Linked DNA regions of Mus musculus: regions 1, 3 and 4 are each linked to region 2. Evidence: chromatin contacts called from public Hi-C and promoter capture Hi-C data. All regions are on one chromosome and are shown on one strand. Each heading gives the region's core, a stretch centred on a gene start, on an enhancer-like site or on the middle of the called end of the contact. The rest is flanking DNA. Distances are from core to core; before and after follow the strand shown. Region 1 has its middle 7.3 kb from the start of Gm40089. Region 2 holds the start of Rhbg (Rhesus blood group-associated B glycoprotein). Region 3 holds the start of Sema4a (sema domain, immunoglobulin domain (Ig), transmembrane domain (TM) and short cytoplasmic domain, (semaphorin) 4A). Region 4 holds the start of Bcan (brevican).

Evidence for each region. Promoter capture Hi-C pulls out the DNA fragments that hold promoters and counts their contacts. A called contact is a pair of places that touch in the nucleus more often than the background predicts. Capture Hi-C pulls out chosen DNA fragments and counts their contacts.
Region 1: a contact with region 2 is called in a Hi-C map of pro-B cells, with 3 times the contacts expected there. The contact joins the enhancer-like site here to the promoter of Rhbg in region 2. A contact is called at or near these places in 1 of 15 datasets of contacts at CTCF or cohesin (embryonic stem cells) and 22 of 484 Hi-C or Micro-C datasets (B cells, the G1E-ER4 cell line, the N1E-115 cell line and 8 more).
Region 3: a contact with region 2 is called in a promoter capture Hi-C map of pre-B cells, with 6 times the contacts expected there. The contact joins the promoter of Sema4a here to the promoter of Rhbg in region 2. A contact is called at or near these places in 6 of 39 promoter capture datasets (embryonic stem cells, hematopoietic stem and progenitor cells, hippocampal neurons and 3 more), 1 of 15 datasets of contacts at CTCF or cohesin (embryonic stem cells), 7 of 484 Hi-C or Micro-C datasets (cerebellum, embryonic stem cells and erythroblasts), 2 of 115 datasets of contacts at active chromatin or transcription factors (astrocytes and pancreatic cancer cells) and 1 of 9 other capture datasets (liver).
Region 4: a contact with region 2 is called in a promoter capture Hi-C map of liver. The contact joins the promoter of Bcan here to the promoter of Rhbg in region 2. A contact is called at or near these places in 18 of 39 promoter capture datasets (the 3T3-L1 cell line, the C10 cell line, the HPC-7 cell line and 10 more), 3 of 15 datasets of contacts at CTCF or cohesin (embryonic stem cells, large pre-B cells and pro-B cells), 21 of 484 Hi-C or Micro-C datasets (B cells, CD8 T cells, the G1E-ER4 cell line and 15 more), 4 of 115 datasets of contacts at active chromatin or transcription factors (embryonic stem cells, pancreatic cancer cells and stem cell-derived neural progenitor cells) and 4 of 9 other capture datasets (adipose tissue, embryonic stem cells, liver and 1 more).

The regions. Positions count from the first base shown.
Region 1 is chr3:88,471,265-88,475,521 of GRCm38.p6, reverse strand. It overlaps the pseudogene Gm5979. Among named protein-coding and RNA genes, the nearest start is that of Gm40089, 7.3 kb to the right of the region's middle. Within about 2 kb of position 2,316, at least 28 of the 459 cell types and tissues checked have an H3K27ac peak or open chromatin away from gene starts, as enhancers often do. A contact at or near this core is called in pro-B cells, where this site is marked.
Region 2 is chr3:88,251,816-88,256,337 of GRCm38.p6, reverse strand. Rhbg (Rhesus blood group-associated B glycoprotein) reads left to right here and starts at 1,654. Exons shown (of 10, transcript NM_021375.3): 1 at 1,654-1,869. The coding sequence starts at 1,692.
Region 3 is chr3:88,453,147-88,457,962 of GRCm38.p6, reverse strand. Sema4a (sema domain, immunoglobulin domain (Ig), transmembrane domain (TM) and short cytoplasmic domain, (semaphorin) 4A) reads left to right here and starts at 2,202. Exons shown (of 15, transcript NM_013658.3): 1 at 2,202-2,415; 2 at 3,117-3,284. The coding sequence starts at 3,146.
Region 4 is chr3:87,997,220-88,001,655 of GRCm38.p6, reverse strand. It overlaps Bcan (brevican), which reads left to right and starts at 1,300. Exons shown (of 14, transcript NM_007529.2): 1 at 1,300-1,553; 2 at 3,801-3,911; 3 at 4,300-4,436. The coding sequence starts at 3,821.

The sequences.
Region 1 (4,257 bases), core at 1,067-3,566, 220 kb before region 2:
TGAAAACTCAGGTTTTCTAGCCAATAACCATATAGTTAACACTACCTTACGAGTTGAGAACAAAATGCCAGAAACATCTTCAAATGCCTTGTCACACCAACAGCCAAGTGCACTGAGTGAGGAGGACTCGAGAGTGCCTTTTCATTTAAAAAATGGAGTTATGTACAACTTTGATACAGCTTCAGGGCACTCTGGACACCCACAGCCACTTCATGTAAACCACTGACACATTGAGAAACTACAATATGATCCTGATCAAATTTTGTAATTAAACCTAACAAGGGCAATAGACACAACTCAAATAAGAGATGTGTCAATCACAGCGCTCTCCTACTCTAAGGTAGTCACAAGGAGACAGAGCTTTTATTCATCATCTTCCTCTTCCTCCTCCTCTTCCTCTTCCACCTTTATCTGGGCAACTTTAGCAGGCCCCTTGGCCCCCTCAAACTTCCCTTTAGACTGACAGTCAGCGACACCCTTCTCATGCTTCTCCTTCAGCTTTGCTGCCTTAGTGACGCAGGCTGCTTCACTCTCACTCAAGTTCTTCCACATCTCACCCAGATTTTTTTTACCACATCTCCAATGGAGATGCCAGGGTTTGTGGATTTGATCTTGGGGCAGAATTCAGAGCAGAATAAGAAAAATCCAGATGGAGGTCCTTTGAGGCATTTGGGTCCTTCTTCTTGCCTCTTTTAGCTGCTATATAATCTTTCATCTCCCAATCATAGCTTATTTTATCTGCCTTTGCCATTTCATCAAACTCTTGATTTCTCTTTGCTAGACACGGTCTTCCACCTCTCAGAGCACTTCTTGGAAAACTCCACAAAATTGACTGCAACCTCTGGGTTTTTCTTCTTGTGTTCTTCCCTGCGTGTCTGCATGAAGAAAGCATAAGCAAACATCTTGCCCCTTGGTTTCTTGGGGTCACCTTTAGCCATCCTGGCTGTATTGTTTGCTAGTCTGGGCAGCGCAGGGCACGCCTTTAATCCCAGCACTAGGGAGACACAGGCAGACAGATCTCTTGAGTTTGAGGGCAGCCAGAGTTACACAGAGAAACCCTGTCTCGAAAAACAAACAAACAAACAAAAAACAAACAAAAAGAAAGAAAGTAAGGGAGGACAGAAGGTAGGAAGGTAGGAAGGTAGGAAGGTAGGAAGGTAGGAAGGTAGGAAGGAAGGAAGGAAGGAAGGAAGGAAGGAAGGAAGAGCCGGGCAGTGGTGGCGCACACCTTTAATCCCAGCACTTGGGAGGCAGAGGCAGGGGGATTTCTGAGTTTGAGGCTAGCCTGGTCTACAGAGTGAGTTCCAGGACAGCCAGGGCTATACAGAGAAACCCTGACTCGAAAAAACTAAGAAAGAAAGAAGGAAAGAAAAGAAGAAGGAAAGAAAGAAAACGGATCTGTAATTGTACCAGAAGGGCCTGAACTTTCCATATGTCTTTCCAAATGCCAGAATTCTTGTCAGGTTTTGCAGGCAGGAAAAACAATATCAATGGGAAAGGAAGGGCCAGGCATGATGTTTAATCCCAGTTTAATCCCAGCACATGGGAGGCAGCAGCAGAAGAATCTCTAAGAGTTCCAGGCTAGCCTGGGCTGACCCTGCCAAAAACAACAACAATATCAAACACACACACACACACACCACCACCACCACCACCACCACTACCCCAAAATCAACAGGAGTAAAATCAATAGGAAAATGAGAACTGAGATCCAGCTGAAGGAGGCTGGGGGTTTGCCAGCATCTTGAATCAGCAGACTTCTGGTGTGCCAGGCAAGAGGTGGTGGCACGTGCCAAGTGAGGGATTGCTATAGTTGAGAACTTCTCTGAGGGCTTTGGGGTACCAGCTGAGACAGTTCCTCTCAGACCATGTTTACAGACTGAGGGAAGCAACAGAAACAGATTTCTTTGTCTCTGATGGATCTTGAAGGCTGGAATCTTAGGTCTCTGGTGGCTGAGGAAGGAATGGAATGAGTTATCCTGCCTGCGGCAGCTGTTAAAGGTTGAGTCCTGGAAGTTGGTCTGCCTTTGGTGAGTCTTGAAGCAAGGGTATGTGTGAGGGCTGAGCGCTAAAATCACCTGTGCCTTTCATTATAAAGCTCAGACGAGAAAGTGTCATGAAGCCTAAGGTATGTCTGAATTTACTGAGAAACCACCTGGTTCTCATTGGCTGAATGGGGTATGCAAATAAGGTGAGACTTAGGACCAACCAGTGAAGAGCCCTCAATCTTAAAAGTTTCCTGCTGTGCGCAGTTGCTGTGGGTCTGCGCAGGCTTGTTTCAGTGCCTTAGGCTCTGACTGCCAATTCTGTTCAGCAGGGGTTTGTGCGGCTGGGTCTTTTGTTTCCTTTAAGTCAGCTGCTGTTTTGACAGCTGTCAGCAGCCAGCTCTTTGCCCCGAGGGAATTCAGTTCCATCAGTAAGAAAGTCTGGCATCAGATGAGTTTCCTATCAGGGACCCATCCTCCCCCAACTCTCATTGTACAGTCCCCACCAAACTCCAAACTAAAATCAGCCCTTCTTTCTTTAAGTTGTTGGGGAATTTTTTTTCTTTGTTATTGTTTGCTTTGTTTTTCCAGACAGGGTTTCTCTGTGTATCCCTGGCTGCCCTGGAACTCGCTCTGTAGACAAGGCTGGCCTTGAACTCACAGAGATCCACCTCCCTCTTCCTCCCTACTGCTGGGATAAAGCTGTACTCCACCATGTTCTCAGATGTCTTGCCAAATCTGCGAGATAAGTAGCTAACACAGTTGGTTCTGTGAGACAGAGCCTCACTCTGTAGCTCCGGCTGGCCTGGAACTCATGAAGATCCTCCTGCCTCAGCCTCCTGAGTTCCGGGATTTCCAGCATGAGCCATAGTAAGCATATTTGTTTTTCAGATTAAGAGAGTTTTCTCCTCTGAAGTTTATCTATCTCTAGCTACACATATGCAAACATTTAACAAATGATGCTTGGTATAGAAGTGTCCCAAGCTTTATGAAGGTATATATATATATATGTATGTATATATATATACATATATATATATATCTTCATGTCTCATATATATATATATCTTCATGTCTCATATATATATATATCTTCATGTCTCATATATATATATATATATATATATATATATATATATATATAAAATGACATGCAATATGATGTTTTAAGATATGTAATCAGTGTAAAACAATGATCAAGCTAATTAACTGTGGGCAGCTATTTTTTCAAAACTGAAGGGAGCTTCTTACTATTGAGGAAGTAGATGAAATAAGGCTCAAGCAGTAAACAAGGTCTCAGGAAGCTCCTTAAACCGAGAAGATCCACGAGGCAACATAAGCAGTAAGAACAGCTGGGCAGAAGAGATTTGCAGACCCTCCAGGCCGTGCACGGAGCTCTAGGTGTGCAATGGTCAGGCATGCAACGGTCCTCAGCCCTACCCCAGCTGGGGGTGGCTTTTAGCTTGTGCAGCTCCTTTGAGTCACCGAAGCTTCTATGAGGAACTCTCCTCCACGCACTTGTAAGTAACATCAGTAAACTCGCTGGCTTATTAAAGAGACTTGGGGGCTGGTGAGATGGCTCAGTGGGTAAGAGCACCTGACTGCTCTTCCAAAGGTCCAGAGTTCAAATCCCAGCAACCACATGGTGGCATACAACCATCTGTAATGAGATCTGACTCCCTCTTCTGGAGTGTCTGAAGACAGCTACAGTGTATTTACATATAATAAATAAATATATATATATATATAAAGAGAGACTTGGGCAGAATAACTTCTTTCTCTTGTTTTCTTTCTTTCTTTCTTTCTTTCTTTCTTTCTTTCTTTCTTTCTTTCTTTCTTTCTTTCTTTCTTTTGAAACAAGGTCTCACTTTGCAGCCCATGTTAACCTGATCTTGTTATATAGACCAGGCTAGCCTTGAGCTCACAGAGATCCATCTGCCTCTGCCTCTGCCTCCCACTTATTAGGATTACAGGGACGAGCCACCACGCCTGGCAACTTCCTGAGTGCTGAGGCTGGAAGCCACAGAGGTCTCTTTGACCCCCACATCCAACCTCGTAACAACTGAAGGGAGGCAAGAGGGTAGTTAGGTTCAACATGACTAAATAATGGGTGTTGGTTCAAGATCTGGAGTCTGACCCCAAGTGGTTTATTTTAGGCCTACTTAAATTAGCACCGCACAATTTGGTTTAAAGCCTTATTCTGGTAATCATTAACTCAATCCCGAGTTCACAACAAAGCATTCCTAAATAGCTTTAAAAAAAACAAAGTGAG
Region 2 (4,522 bases), core at 405-2,904:
AAGGGCCAGATCTCAGCAAGTGATCAACAGAGCCAGGACTAATGCTTGATGGATGGTGGGTTAGAGAGTCTTCTCAGGAAGCAGACAGGCGGGGGAGCCTTAGCAAAGCTTTTCAGGGTCTTGCTGTATTGGACCAGAAAGAATACCGGCTGGTGTCTGTCACACAGTGTTAACACTTCAAGGTCACGCCTTACAAGGGAGTGAACGTCCCATATGCTGACCATATGTTGGCCCAGTTCTTCTGTCTTTCCAAAGGAACTTCTGAAGCCCTCCCCTGACTCAGCGATTGAAGAGCTAACATCTGCTAGGCTGGGACCTTCAGGGCCTAAGCCCGTTATATCCTTGTACTAGACTATCTGGTTCCAACCCTAGGACCTAGCCCAGGGTAGACACTACATGAGTATTTATTGAGTGAATGAATGAAGAAGAGAAAAGGGGGAAGTCAGGCCCTGGAGGAGTTGTAGATGAAGGGAGGTATGGAGTTAAGAGGAGGTTAAAATCAGACCACAGCTCTCTCTTCCCCTTTCTCTAGTTCTGGGGGTATAGAAGGCTCTTCCTCCCAGACCTGCTGGAACCACCCAAGCAACTACTGACACCAAGCAGGGCTCAGGAGTCACACCTGGGACAGGAGATGGCCCCCGCAGGGGGTGACCCATAGATGCTGAGTCTTTATGCTTAACCTTCCTGCTGACTGAAGAGTGATGGAGAGTCTCTGGACAGGGCCCACATGGACCAGCTGGGAGCTGTGTCACCAGAGGCTGATCTCTGGTCTTTCATGTGCCTGGCTGGACCCTTGGCACAGGAAACCAGACAGCTAGAATCCAGGTGTCCTCCCAAGTCCACAAAAAAGGCAGGGGCAGAGGCTCAGGTCCCTGCTGAGACAGTGGAAGAACTGGACAATGAGCAGAGGGTTAGCAAGCTATCCTACTGTCCCTGCACCTGTGGACTGCAGGTTTCAGAACCAAGAGTACCAGTGTCCCTACCGGCTAGAGTCCTTCAGGGACCATGGCTGTTGGAGCTGTAATCTCAGCTCAACTTAAGGTGGTAGAGGCTGGGGCCCGAGAGATGGCTCAGCAGTTAAGAGCACCCACTGCTCTTCCAGAGGTCCTGAGTTCAATTCCCAGCAACCACTTGATGGCTCACAACCATCTGTAATGGGATCTGATGATCTCTTCTGGTGTGTCTAAAAAGAATGGCAGTGTACTCATAAAATAACTAAATACATCTTTAACAACAACAACAACAACAACAAAGGTGGTAGAGTGGTAGAGGCAACTGCTTCTGAGAGGGGCCATCTGGTTTATCTCTACAGCCAGGCAACGGAAGATCTCAGCATTAATCCGATTCCTTCCTATTAACCGAGGGAAACCAGGTAGGACCTTTAAAGGATACTAGCTTCTTGGATGCCAATCTCTCACACCAGGTTTAAAGGGGCGAGTACCTTTCCCCCTCTCTCCACCCTCTGGCAGCTGGGGCACAGTTGGGGAAGCTCACACATCACCGGTGCCTCAGCGGGGCCATGGGAAACAGGACCTGACCTGCGGGGCTAATCCCTGCCAACCTCGAGCTGAGGGGTGGGGCTCCCCAAGGAGCAGCACGGCCTCCGGGGGGCGGGGCCTCACCTTTGCGGTGGCAGGAGTCAGCTTGGCCGGCACTGCCCTGCCGGAGACCGGGAGAACACAGCCGCGTTCATGGCCCGCGTTCCCCGCCACCGGCGCCTGGTCCTGCCGCTGCTGTGCCTGCTCTTCCAAGGCGCCACTGCCCTCCTCTTTGCTATCTTTGTCCGGTACAACCACGAAACCGACGCTGCCCTGTGGCACTGGGGCAACCACAGTAACGTGGACAACGAGTTTTACTTTCGCTACCCAAGTGAGTGCGGGCGAGGGCGTGGGAAGCAAAGCCTCTAAGTCCCGGGTGTGTAGGGAAGGGCGTTGATGGGTACTCCTGCCACCAAGATGACTGCCGGGGCTTTAAAATAGTCCCCTTTCTCTAGTGTCCCTCTTGTTCCAGGCACTGCTGGGGATGGCACATGCTCTATCTCAGGCTGAGGAGAGGTAAGGCTCAGTCAGAGTCAGGGTCAGACAGTAAGGGGAGCTGGGGCTTCAATCCAGTTGTAAGTGGCCCCAGTGTTAGCTACTGTCTCACCTTCCGTTGGGGCTAATTTGACTTTGTCTAGGAGTCCAGCTTGACCACAGGAAAGAGAATCTTGGTGGGACTGCCAGGTAGGGTGCCAGAGGAGACGAGGGAGAACTAGGTGTGAAATTCCCACATGTTCAGGCGTCGAAGATTGGTTTCAGCACAAACACTCCAGGTTTGAGAGTGAGAGGACCCTGGACCCATTTGCCAGTTTCAAGGCCAGTGTGAGGCGGGCTAGGGCTGTGCTCGGTGCTGCACTATTATCTCATCTCACAGTTTAAGGTGGCTGCGGGGTGCCCATTATCACCCACCAAGGATCGCACAGCTAGAATAGCGCTTACACATCATAAACTTGACCACTGACCATTTGCCTCCTGACAAGGTTCTGGACAGGGAGTTAACCCCCTCATGGAGACAGAGCATTTCCTTCGAGGTTGTAACTGAGGCACTGGACATCTGGGACCAAGCACACTGCCCCTCCCTCTAATGCCCAAGTCAACCTTCTCTAGTTCCAGTTCCTCATCCAAGTGCCAGGAAGAAGCTGGGGGTGATGGTTTGTGCCTGTAATCTCAGTGCTCCAGTAGTGGAGGAGGGATGATCTGGAGTTCAAAACCAGCCTCAGCCACACTGTGAATCTGAGACCAGATTGAGCTAACAAAACTCTGTCTCAAACGAACAAACAAACAAACAAACAAACACCAAAAAGGAGTGAGGGAAAATGTCTGTTTGAAGGGCATGCAAAAAGCAACAAGGCTATTAAACCCACTTTCTGCCGCTGAGCTGTTGACAGGCTGTCCCCACCTCACCCTGCCCTTTCCCAGCAATGGGGACATAAAGGGCTAAGGGAGACTTTGAACTGTGCCAGGAAGCACCAGACCCCCCAAACAACCACAGCACCTCCGTCTCCACAGTTCATTCCTAGTTGTGGCAGGGATTGGCAGCATTCAGGCCTCAGAGAAGCTAGAATCAAAACCAAAGCCCTAAAGCCGGCCCTATACTGATGGACACTCACTGTCCACAGAGCTGGGGGTTGAGAGGAAATGAGCCAGGCAGGTGAAGGAGGTGAGTTTTGGTTGTCTAAGAGGGTCCGAAACAGCTTCTCTTAGAGCCCCTGGCCCTGTTTGTTCCAAAGCGCAGAATCCTGCCTTTTACAGCAGAGGCAGTGCTGGGCTCTCCTTCCCAAGAGGGCAGCAAGGACCATGGCAGATTTACTGCCTCCCTGCCCCAGTATTGACCTCTGTGAACTTTGAGCCTACTGTTTGGGGAAAGCTGGGCAGGAGGGAGATGTGAGGTCTCTAAAGCCTGTGCTTTGATGAGCCGGGTACTCACCTGTCCCTGTGTCCAGAGGAAAGGGTCAAGGCCAGAGGGCGGGTAGAAACCACCCTCTGATTCAGAAGATGAAAAGAATCTTCGGTGAGTATTGACAGGCCAAGGTCGCAGGCATGGTTACCCTAAGGGGGCTGTCAGGAGATGGCGATGTCTCCCTCAGATAGATAGGACGGGAAGGGCCCTAGGATTCTGTAGGCTACGTCTCTCAGATCAGATGTGAACAGAGAGCCAGGAAGGTCACTCACCTACCCAAGATCACATAGCAAGTCACAAAAAGAGTGGGACAAGAGCCAGGCCTCTTGGTTCTCCTTCTGGAAGTTCTGCCATGTTCAGGTTACCCCAGTTTGCCTTATCTTTTAGGCAGGGTCTCACAAAGAAACCAGGTCAGTCTCAGACTTACCATCCTCCTGTCTCAGTTTCCCAAGTCCTGGGGATACCGGCTTGAAACATTGTACCCTGCCTACAAGTACCTCTCATTCTACAAAGCCAGTGATTCAAAATAAGGGAAAGGTGGGGCGGTGGTGGCATGTGTCTTTAATCCCAGCACTCAGGAGGCAGAGGCAGGCGGATCTCTGAGTTCGAGGCCAGCCTGGTCTACAAAGTGATTTCCAGGACAGCCAGGGCTACACAGAGAAACCCTGTCTCAAAAAACAAAAACAAAAAGGGGGGAGGGGGAAGAGCCAGAGAGCAGCCCAGTGAGAGAAAGGGTTCTGAAAACCTACAGAGGCCCTCAGGAGAGGCCTGACTCCCAACAGGGACTTGACCCAGACAGACTTGGGACTATCTTAGGAGAGGTGGAGACTGGGATGGTGGCCTGCCTGGGAGGATTCAGCCTGTTTTCTGGAAGCTGGGGTTGGAAGAGGCTCTGAGATGGCAGCTCCCACTCTTCTCCTCTTCACACTTTATAGCTGCCCTTTCCAGAGGAAGCACCCAAGGCTTAGAGAGGTCACGTGTCCAAGGTCACAGGGTCAGGTGTGTGTAGATGCTGGAATGGCAGCCCTAGTTTTGCTAAGGTTTTGCCCTGTCAGAAGGAAGCTGGAGAGGGAAGGTGGGCACT
Region 3 (4,816 bases), core at 953-3,452, 200 kb before region 2:
TGTGTGTGTTTTCTGATAGTCTTAGGTGACCCCTATGAGAGGGTCATTTGAACCTTTCTCCGCCCACCCACCCACACCCTATAAAGGGGGTCGCACCCCACAGGGTAAGAACCACTGTTTGCCTGCTGCCTGCTGCCCTTCCTGCCCTGGATGCTTCCAGCCACTGGCCCTGCCTTCCTCATTTGTGTAGTGAGGGAGGGTGTATGGCTTGACAGCCCTGAGTGTCCTGGAAGCAGAGCCTGCTACACCCTTTGTGGGGCCCAGTGTGAATGAAAACGTAGTCCTCTTTTTAAAAAATGATTAAGGCTTTCTCGAGGTAAGCAACAGCAGGAGGGAATACCCAGCATGGCCTCTTCTGAAGGCAGGACCCTGTGTGAGTGACAGGTGAGGCTCAGGGGTATGAGAGATGAGACGAGCTGGTGGGGCCATGTCCCTTTCTCCCCCTGCCTCTCTTCTCTTAGCTGGGCCTGAAAGGCACTGTGAGAGAGTGGGTGGCACCCCAGGGCTGGAAGCACCTAGGCTGAAGTTGACATCAGATGGCCTCTCTTCGGGGAGATTTCTGTTCCTTCTGAGTCAGGAGTCACCCTGAGTGATTGGTTCCTGGCTAGAGGAGAGAAAGCCCCTGCTCCTCCCACTCTGATGCCTGCCTACTCCCTCTGTTGAGCAGCTCTGAGCTGAGCTAATGCACTAGGGCAGGAGATGGGACTGAAGGAGCCAGCCATGTAGGGAGAGCTTCCGAATTAGACAGGTCTGAGGTAGATGGATGGACGTCAGGCTGTCCAGTCACCCCTGCTGCACTTCTGTTCTCTGTGCAGCAAGACTGTAGTGGAGCCTGCCTGCTGAAGTTGGGAAGCCTGAAGCCCCAAGTGTGAGCTTCTCACATTGTCCGAGGGCCTGGGAGAGCACTTGGTCTCCTGAGGACGCCCAGGGACAGGAAGAGAGTAAAGAAGGATGGCATTGGAGCTGCTCCTCTGGTCACAGCTCCTCCCTGTGACCCAGATAGGCCAATCTGTCTCCAAAGAGAGGCCCTGAGGTGGTGGCTTCCCAAGCCTGATCTAGAGGTCAAGGAGACTCAGAAGTTTGTGTCAGCACAGGGAGATTGGCAAAGTCCTCACAGTGAACGGAGAGCTTGGGGGGGGGCGGGTCTTAGCAAGCTTTGACAGATGAAGCCATCAGGAGGGTCTGTGTGAGCCCAGCTCCTGGGCCACACTGGAGAACGGAAGCAGAGGGGAAAGCATGAAGGGAAGGCCAAGCAGGCTCTACCGAGGAATGCTTTCCGTCTAGGAGCTGTAACTGGAAGGGTGGAGGACAGCCTACAGTGGGGACCATCCTGGCAGTGAGGATGGTGTTTACAGTGAAGATAGGGTATGTCCTGGAGGTAGACCAGCTTGGGTCACTGTGCTCTTTAACCTGAAGTCAGCTGACCCGGGAGAGTGGGCAGCAGCCCAACCACTCTTTATTGGCCTAGGAGCCCTTGGTTACTCATTAACCCTGCGTTATGAGGTCTTCCTGGAACCTTTGGGGAGGAGGAACCAGCCACCATGCCAGCTGGGTGCTTCAGCTCCAAAGCGTATCCCAAGAAGCACGCGTTCAAATGGGGAATTTCTCCAATTTCCCACTGAGACGTCAAATTACTAGGGCTTCCTCAGCAAAGTCATAGGGAAAAACCAAAAAACTAATACAAATGTAGGATTTTTATTTATTTTTTATTTTTTTGATACGGGGTTTCTCTGTATAGCCCTGGATGACCTGGAGCACACTCTGTAGATCAGGCTGGCCTCGAACTCAGAGATCTGCCTGCCTCTGCCTCCCGAGTACTGGGATTAAAGGTATGCCTCGCCACCATGCCAGCTTTAAACGTGTTATCTTTCAAGAATGTGGTCCTACTGGGTGTGGGAGGTCGGGAGGTCTCAGTATGTGGCAGTGGGGGAACCCCACAATGGGGTCAGAGAGAGAAGGAATAGGAGAGAGACGGTGTCATACCGAGCTCTCTTGAGCAAGAGGAGTCTGCAGCTTGGGCTGGTTAGACTGGAAGTGGTGTGCGGGAGAAACAAGGGCATCACTGAACTGGCCGGGAAGGAACTCTTAATTTCTGGATAGACTAAGGAGGGAGGGAGGTGTGTCTCCTGCAAGGCCTTCAAGCCTCACCCCCACTCCCACACTCCACCAGTCTCCCCGCCCTGATCCACCAACTTCCGCCCAAGCCAGCCAGGATCTGTCACAACTCGAGGTAGAAATTCTGGTTTCCCTGGCCTGAAACCCACACTGGCTCTGGCAGGATGGGTGCCTGGAGGGCCGCGCGCCCGTTCCAGCCAGGCTGAGCCTGCTTGCCTTGCCTGGACCCCCTTCTTTGCCTCGGATGGCACCCTGATTCAGGGTTTGAACACAGGACTTCTCAGTGTGGCTGGCTCAAGGGTATGTGAGATGAGGCGGGGGCGGGGGAGGGGTGTGAACCTGCATTCAGTGGCCATGGGGGAGGCTGATTGCGGAGCTCTGGGGAGGCAGACAGGGGGGCTGGAGAAGTTGAGAGTCTGCCAAGGACTCCTGCCCAGGCCACTCCCAGGAAATACAGAGGGCAGCCCCACCACAGTGGTAGATAAACTGGCACGCCCCTATCCCTAAGAAGAAGGCTAGATGGGCCCGATTAAGCAAGAGTCAGAGCCCCTGGGGGCTGAGGAGAGGGTAGGCTGTCTGCCTGGGTTGGGGTGAGTAGCGGGCATAAGGTGTCACAGCACAGGCCAGCCTGGGGAAATCTACCTTTTGCATACAGGAACTAGTTCCCTAGAAGACCTTTGCCCAGGGCCAGAGATGATCAGAGCTCTGGAGCACGGGGCCAGGAGATGCTGAGGGGGCAAAGTGGAAAGGAATTTTTCTGTGAGTCAGGTGAGAAATGGCAAGGTAGTTTTTTTAATGGTTAGGTGACCAGAGGCACAGCGTGGGCCACAGCAGCACCCTATGCAGAGGGCAGCAGGAGGCACCTTCAAGGCTGGGGATGGATGGAAGTGAGACTCTGAGGGCCCTTCCAGAGAGGAACTTCTGCCCCCTGGGGCTCTCCTATTGGCCCTCAGGAAGGGTGTGGTAAGCATGGCTAACCCAGAAAGTGCCTGTTTCCTCAGAACCATCTGGTGACCATCTCAGGCTGACCATGGCCCTACCATCCCTGGGCCAGGACTCATGGAGTCTCCTGCGTGTTTTTTTCTTCCAACTCTTCCTGCTGCCATCACTGCCACCTGCTTCTGGGACTGGTGGTCAGGGGCCCATGCCCAGAGTCAAATACCATGCTGGTAAGTGTCTAGTACCTGGGAGGTATGGATGGCACCATAGAGATGAAGGGGCTGAGGAAGGAGAAGGGTGTGCCAGAGGGGACGAAATGGCACGAAGAAACAGAGATGCCAGGGAGCCTGGGAGGGGCTGGGAGAAGAAGAGGCCACCTGAGGCACAAGTTGATCTGTAAGGGAAGGAAGGGTCACTGTGACCCTTTTCTGCCAACTCAGTGGTTTTTCTTTCCCTCAAATGTCAGTCACTAAGCAAGGAGCCTTAAACTCCTGACTGCTTTTTCAGTACCAGGAGCTGGAAAGCTAAAGCTCGCTCTAGATTGTCTGAGGAGCTGGAGGGCCCAAGCCAACTGCAGAGGTCACACCGGGCCAGATCCTGTCCAGGAGACTGGGCATCAGAAGGGATCCTAGCAGCTCACCCAGCCTCGGTGGTTTCTTGAGGAGGCTGTTCGGTTACTGACACCTTTAGTTCCAGGAAATGCCCCAGGGGAAGTGCCACATATACCACACACCCACCCACCCACACACACACACACACACACACACACACACAGAAGTAAGTTACTTCTGTTCACGGATGTAGTTTAGCATCCTTCTGAGGCAAAATGGTAAAGGAGATGTAGCAGTCGGTGGATAGAGCGGCATCTCTGGGTGGGATGGGAGTGCAGGCACAAACAAGCCTGCGTTTCAAGGGGAAGTACAATGAGCTCTCTTCAGAGTTCAGGAGAAGCCAATCTAGGCAGTATTGTTTCCATTTTGTCTTTGGATTCCTCTTGGTTTCCAGGCTTCCTGAGGCCAAAAGAGTAACAGCCAGATTGTCCTCTGACTAAAGCAAAAGTCCACATGTGCTCACTAGAGACTTATCTGAGGTGCTCTTTCCTCCTTGCTGATGTGCCAGTGTGTCAGGAACCCACACATTCACGTGTGTGTATGTGCACACATGCCACCACCAAGATATGTAGTGAACATGCACTACTAACCAACATATTCAGACTGTCCAGGTGGCTCCCAGGAATGCCCACACTGATGGGGCTCAGAAACCGAGAGGAAGCAGCCTTTTCTGCTGCAGTGGGCATTGCTGGTGGTGGGCAATTGCTATCGCAGAGTGAGGGGAGGAGACAGAGGAAACGGGGGTGGCAGGGATCTGTAACTACGACAAATCTTGAGGCGGACGACAGCTATCTCCGTTGCCTGTGGCTGAGAACCCCTTCCTGTGTCTACCTGTCAGCTCTCCCCCTCCCATCCTGCTTCACTGCATCCCCCCAGGCCTGAGACTGCATCTTCTAGCCTCACTTCATTTTCTGTCTGTGTCTTGAGCAGGCTCTCCCCCCAACACCACCAACAGTACCCAAGCTACCATTACCCTGTCTTTGGAACTTTTCACTTCTGGGGACTCAATCCACAAAGTTCCGATGCCCTGCTGTTGAAGGATGAAGGAAATGGAGGGGGGTGCCGCCAGTGAAGGGGGGCAGCTGCTGAGGCCTGCCACCCCTCCCCCACCTTTGCCTCAGTGGTCAGCTCCTTCTCATCCTCTCCTTGTC
Region 4 (4,436 bases), core at 51-2,550, 250 kb after region 2:
TCTTTCCTAGCTCCACCTGGGAGACCTGCAGGGCATGGAGCCCATGTGTTGGTGAGCCATGCAGGTGCAACCCAGAGCTGGCACCCAGCACCTCAGAGTCCTTCCCAACTGGTGACTCCCCCAGTCTTAGGGCCCCAGACAGGGCCTGGTACATAGATGACTTGTGGGTCAAGCTTAAGGAATGAATAAATGAAGGCCTCCTGTGCAGCTTCTTCAGGGGCCCCTTTCTCCTTTCTGCTGGCACCACTGCCTGGTAGTTTTCTCCCTGCGTGACTCTGCCCTGGGTTTCAAGGTCCTTCTGTCCTGTCCTTACAGTGGGCGGCATTAGCTGGAGTCCTCTCTTTAAACTTGTAAGGCTTTGGAGAGGAGTTTGTTTTTTTCCAGAGGTTCTGAAGGCGTTTTTTTTTTTTTTTGTTTTGTTTTGTTTTTTGGTTTTGTTTTGTTTTGTTTTTTTGGAACTCCATCCAAGGCAGGGGGTGGGGCGTGATTAGGAAACTGTTCCCTGAGTTGGGGGTGAAGGTGTCTGCAGACAGTCGGCATTTGGGGATCTAGAAATGGTAAGGTCACAGCCCCCACACCGGCCTTGAGGACAAGGATCTGGCTGAGTGGCCTACAGCTGGTGCCAAGGCTTTGCCTGGAGTCGCAAGCAAGAGGAGGAAAGTGGGAAGCCTGGGAAAGCAGGGAGAAGCAGCGGGTGAAGTGGGGGTGGGGGACAGCTGGCAGTCCTCGAGGCCCACCCCCAGGCTCCTGGCTGCACACTGGGCAGCCCAGCCGAGGCTAGCAGGCTCTCCTGCACACATTGATCTGCAACCTGTGACGCCTGCTCCATCACTCACTGTACCACTTGATACCGCGCGCCTAGACTCTCTTGACTTGGGTTGCCTAACCCGTAGTTCTGCGAGTCGACCTCCACCTGGTCAACCACTGCAAAGTCAGCTCCTCCGCCGGGGAGGGAGAGGAGCACCGGGGGAGCACAGCCCGATCAAAGCTTCCTCAAGAGGGATGGCTGTGGTCATCTGCCTTTTCTCTGGCCTGAGAAAAGGACTTCCCCTTTTCACCCAGCAGTGCCCTCTTTCCCGGGGCAAAGCTCCTGTCGTCCCTCCATCCTCTGCGCGACTAAGTTTGAGCCGGTCTTCCTCCCTTTAACCAATGAGAAGTCCCTCCCGTGTTCTAACTCTCCATCCTGCGTCGCCACAGCGCCCTCCATCGCTCCCTCCCCGCCCCTTCTGCCCTCCCCGCTGCAAGTCTTGGGCTCCCGTCCGCGGAACCTTGTCCTACTTCGCTTGTCCTCCCTCTGCCCGCTGTCGCCCGGAACCCGCACAGAGAAGGCAGCGGGTCCCGTGACCGCGCAGAGCCCCCCACGGGGGCGGCAAGGGCCGGGGACGGCGGGGAAGGCGGGGCGCGTGGGAAGAAAGGGGGTTTTGTGAGGCTCCCGGCGAGCTGGCGCCCCTGTCTGGGTCCCGCGCGCCCGGCCCTGCTCGCGCCCGCGCATTGCGCCGCAGTCTCGGCTGCGGCTGCGGGACGTGCGGTGTGCGCGGAGGGGACCTCGCAAGGTGAGTGCGGAGGCCTGGCCCTATCGGTCGCTTGCTTGCTTGCTGTGTGACCTTGGGTAAGTTTCTTGACCTCTCTGAGCCAAAGGATCCGGGCGAGGGCGAGAGCGGGCCGCGATACTGGCTGCTGTGGGCGACCGAGACAGTGACCCACCGTAGCTTCCTGGGGTCCCCAGGCACTCGGGGGTGCGGTCGGCAGCGGCGCCTCTCTGAAGGTGGGCGCGCAGCGCTCTGTGCCGGCTTCGGCACCCTGAGCCACGCGTCTGCTCGCTCACTGTCCTCGCCGCGCAGCCTTCAGGAGCCAGGGGACGTCTGGGCTGCGGAGCGACTAAGGATGCCCGGGCTGGAGACGACAGGGGACTGCTGAGCTCCGGTCCTTGTGGTGGCTTTCCTCCGGGAAGTGTCACAGTAGCCACTCTTGGCCACTTGGATCAAAAATTCATGTCTCAGGGCAGTCGGATCCTCTGGCCTCAGGCTTCCTTCCTCATCCCGTGCTGCCCCAACACGGGTAAAAGAGGTAGCCACAGGGCCGGGCGGGCGTGTGAGTAGCTCCTGCTCCCAGCCTCCCCTCCTCAGAACGCTCCAGCACCTGGCTTACTTGCCAGCGGTAACCCGAGTGACTGCTCGCCCGGCCCGCTGCACAGCACAGGCCAGAGCGCTGCTTAGCAGGGGAGTCTGTCCTGGGAGGATCTAGGAGGACCGCTTAGGCTCAGGCTAGCGACTATGAAGGCAGACCGAGTGGGAGATGGAGCCAGTGAGAATAGGTATGGTCGGTAGGAAATCTTGCCTGACGTTGTAACTGACCCCCGGCTGCATCATTAGCCATGTAGTCCTGGGTCCCCGAATACTCCCAAGTCTGACTCTTTACAGAGTGTGTTCATTATCTGTGCAGCTTTCCTTCCTGAGGGCACAGTGACCTGGCTCCCGGTTTGGCTCAGAGTTAGCTCTAACCCTCTCTGGTCATCCACCTCACTTTCCCCGTGAGCCTGTATGCGCAATGAGATCTCAGAAAGAGAAACTGTTTCCAGAGCTGAGGGCCAGGGCGGGGGGGGGGGGGGGACGACTGGCCTCTCCCTGTACCCTTCTCCAGTACACTCCAAGTTGTAGGCTTTCACAAAAGATGGGTGGGGGAAGGAGCAACTGGATAGAGGCCAGACTGGCAGGGACAGGGTCTTTGTCCCAGCTGGCTTCTGAGCCAGGAGATCCGGTGGGAAAGCCCGTGCCAGGCAGAGGGGAATGGCTGAGAGCAAAGTGGGAGGGAGGGAGGGATGGAGGGGGCAGAGGATGTTGGGCACCAGGGGAGCTTCCTTACAAGTCCTGGTGGAGAGGAAGCAGAGGGAGAAGCCGCTGTTTCAGCAGGGTTCAGTCTAGGAGGCCCTCCTGGAAGAGGAAGGGTTAGGAAGGGAAGGTTGGAGCTTTACTGTGGGGGAAAGAAACTCCTGGTTGGCACCTGAGGGCGGGGAGGGGGGTGTTTGCCAAGGGGGTGAAGTAGGACCATAGTTGCGCTCCCAACCCCACCCCTGCGTCTGTGGGTTTGAGTCTCCAACCCCTAGAGGCTGCCTGGACCTGCAGGTGCCCAAGTCCCTCACACAGAATGATGTCTTTGCATCTCACCTACGCATGTCTTTCATACACAGGAACCCGTCTCTAGGTGACTTATAATTCCTAAGTATATGCATGCTGTTTAGGGAACAGTGACAAAAACCTCTGTATGTGTTCAGAACAGACTCTTTTTTTTTTCCTGCATGTTTGACGAGTAGCTGGTTTGGATGCATAGATTTTGAATACACGTGCACAGAGAGCTGATTACGCAGTACCACCAGCCACTGTGTTACAAGTATTCGCTGGCATCTGTTATGTGTCTGTTGCTGGCCTATGCACAGGGCATTTTCTGTCGTAGATTATAAATAGGTAAGTAGGTAATAGACAGTGGCAACTGTGTGTAGATGACAGCTAGACAGGTAGACAGACAGACAGATCACTCAAGCATACAGCCCCATCAAAATGCGTAAGGTGCTAATGATGGTGCTTCCCCCCCCCCCCCCCCAGTTAAGAAGACACAGACTCAGAGAGGGTAAGGAACTTGGCTTAGGTCACACAGTGAGTTGACTGGGCACACCTCTTGGTGCTTGGAGATAGGAATCAGAAACAGAGTTAGGGGTGATTCTAGTATGTGCTACCTGCATGGTGGGACAGAGAACGGAGGAAGTCCGTTCCGCAGTCTAACAACTTTCCTCTTTCCTCTTCAAGTTCTTCCATCAGTGTGCAGAATGATTCCACTGCTTCTGTCCCTGCTGGCCGCTCTGGTCCTGACCCAAGCCCCTGCCGCCCTCGCTGATGACCTGAAAGAAGACAGCTCGGGTGAGTAAGCATCCAGAGGACCATGTCTCTGCTGCATCTTTCTCAGGACAGAGGGCTGTCTCGGTTTAGCCCCAGCTACATGCTTCCAGCCTAGGCACACGGAAGGAGATGTGGAAGTGCTGTGGGCAAGGGCTGGAGCCAACTGCAAAATAGGGATGAATTGGGAACCCTAGTAAGTAGGGGAGTCTTGGGGGTCAGAGTTGCAAAGGAGCACGAGGCAGGAGGCTAAGGGTAGAGGATCAAATTCAGGACCCTGGGCAGTGCTCAGCACCCTGAGCTGGGCAGTGCACCCCAGGCGCCTTGGATCGAGGGGCGGGGCTTGGAGCCAAGCGCACAGGCGCACTACGTCCTGCGTCTGGCTGCAGCCGGCTTTGACCCCTGTCCACAGAGGATCGAGCCTTCCGCGTGCGCATCGGTGCCACGCAGCTGCGGGGCGTGCTGGGCGGTGCCCTGGCCATCCCATGCCACGTCCACCACCTGCGGCCGCCGCACAGTCGCCGGGCCGCGCCGGGTTTTCCCCGGGTC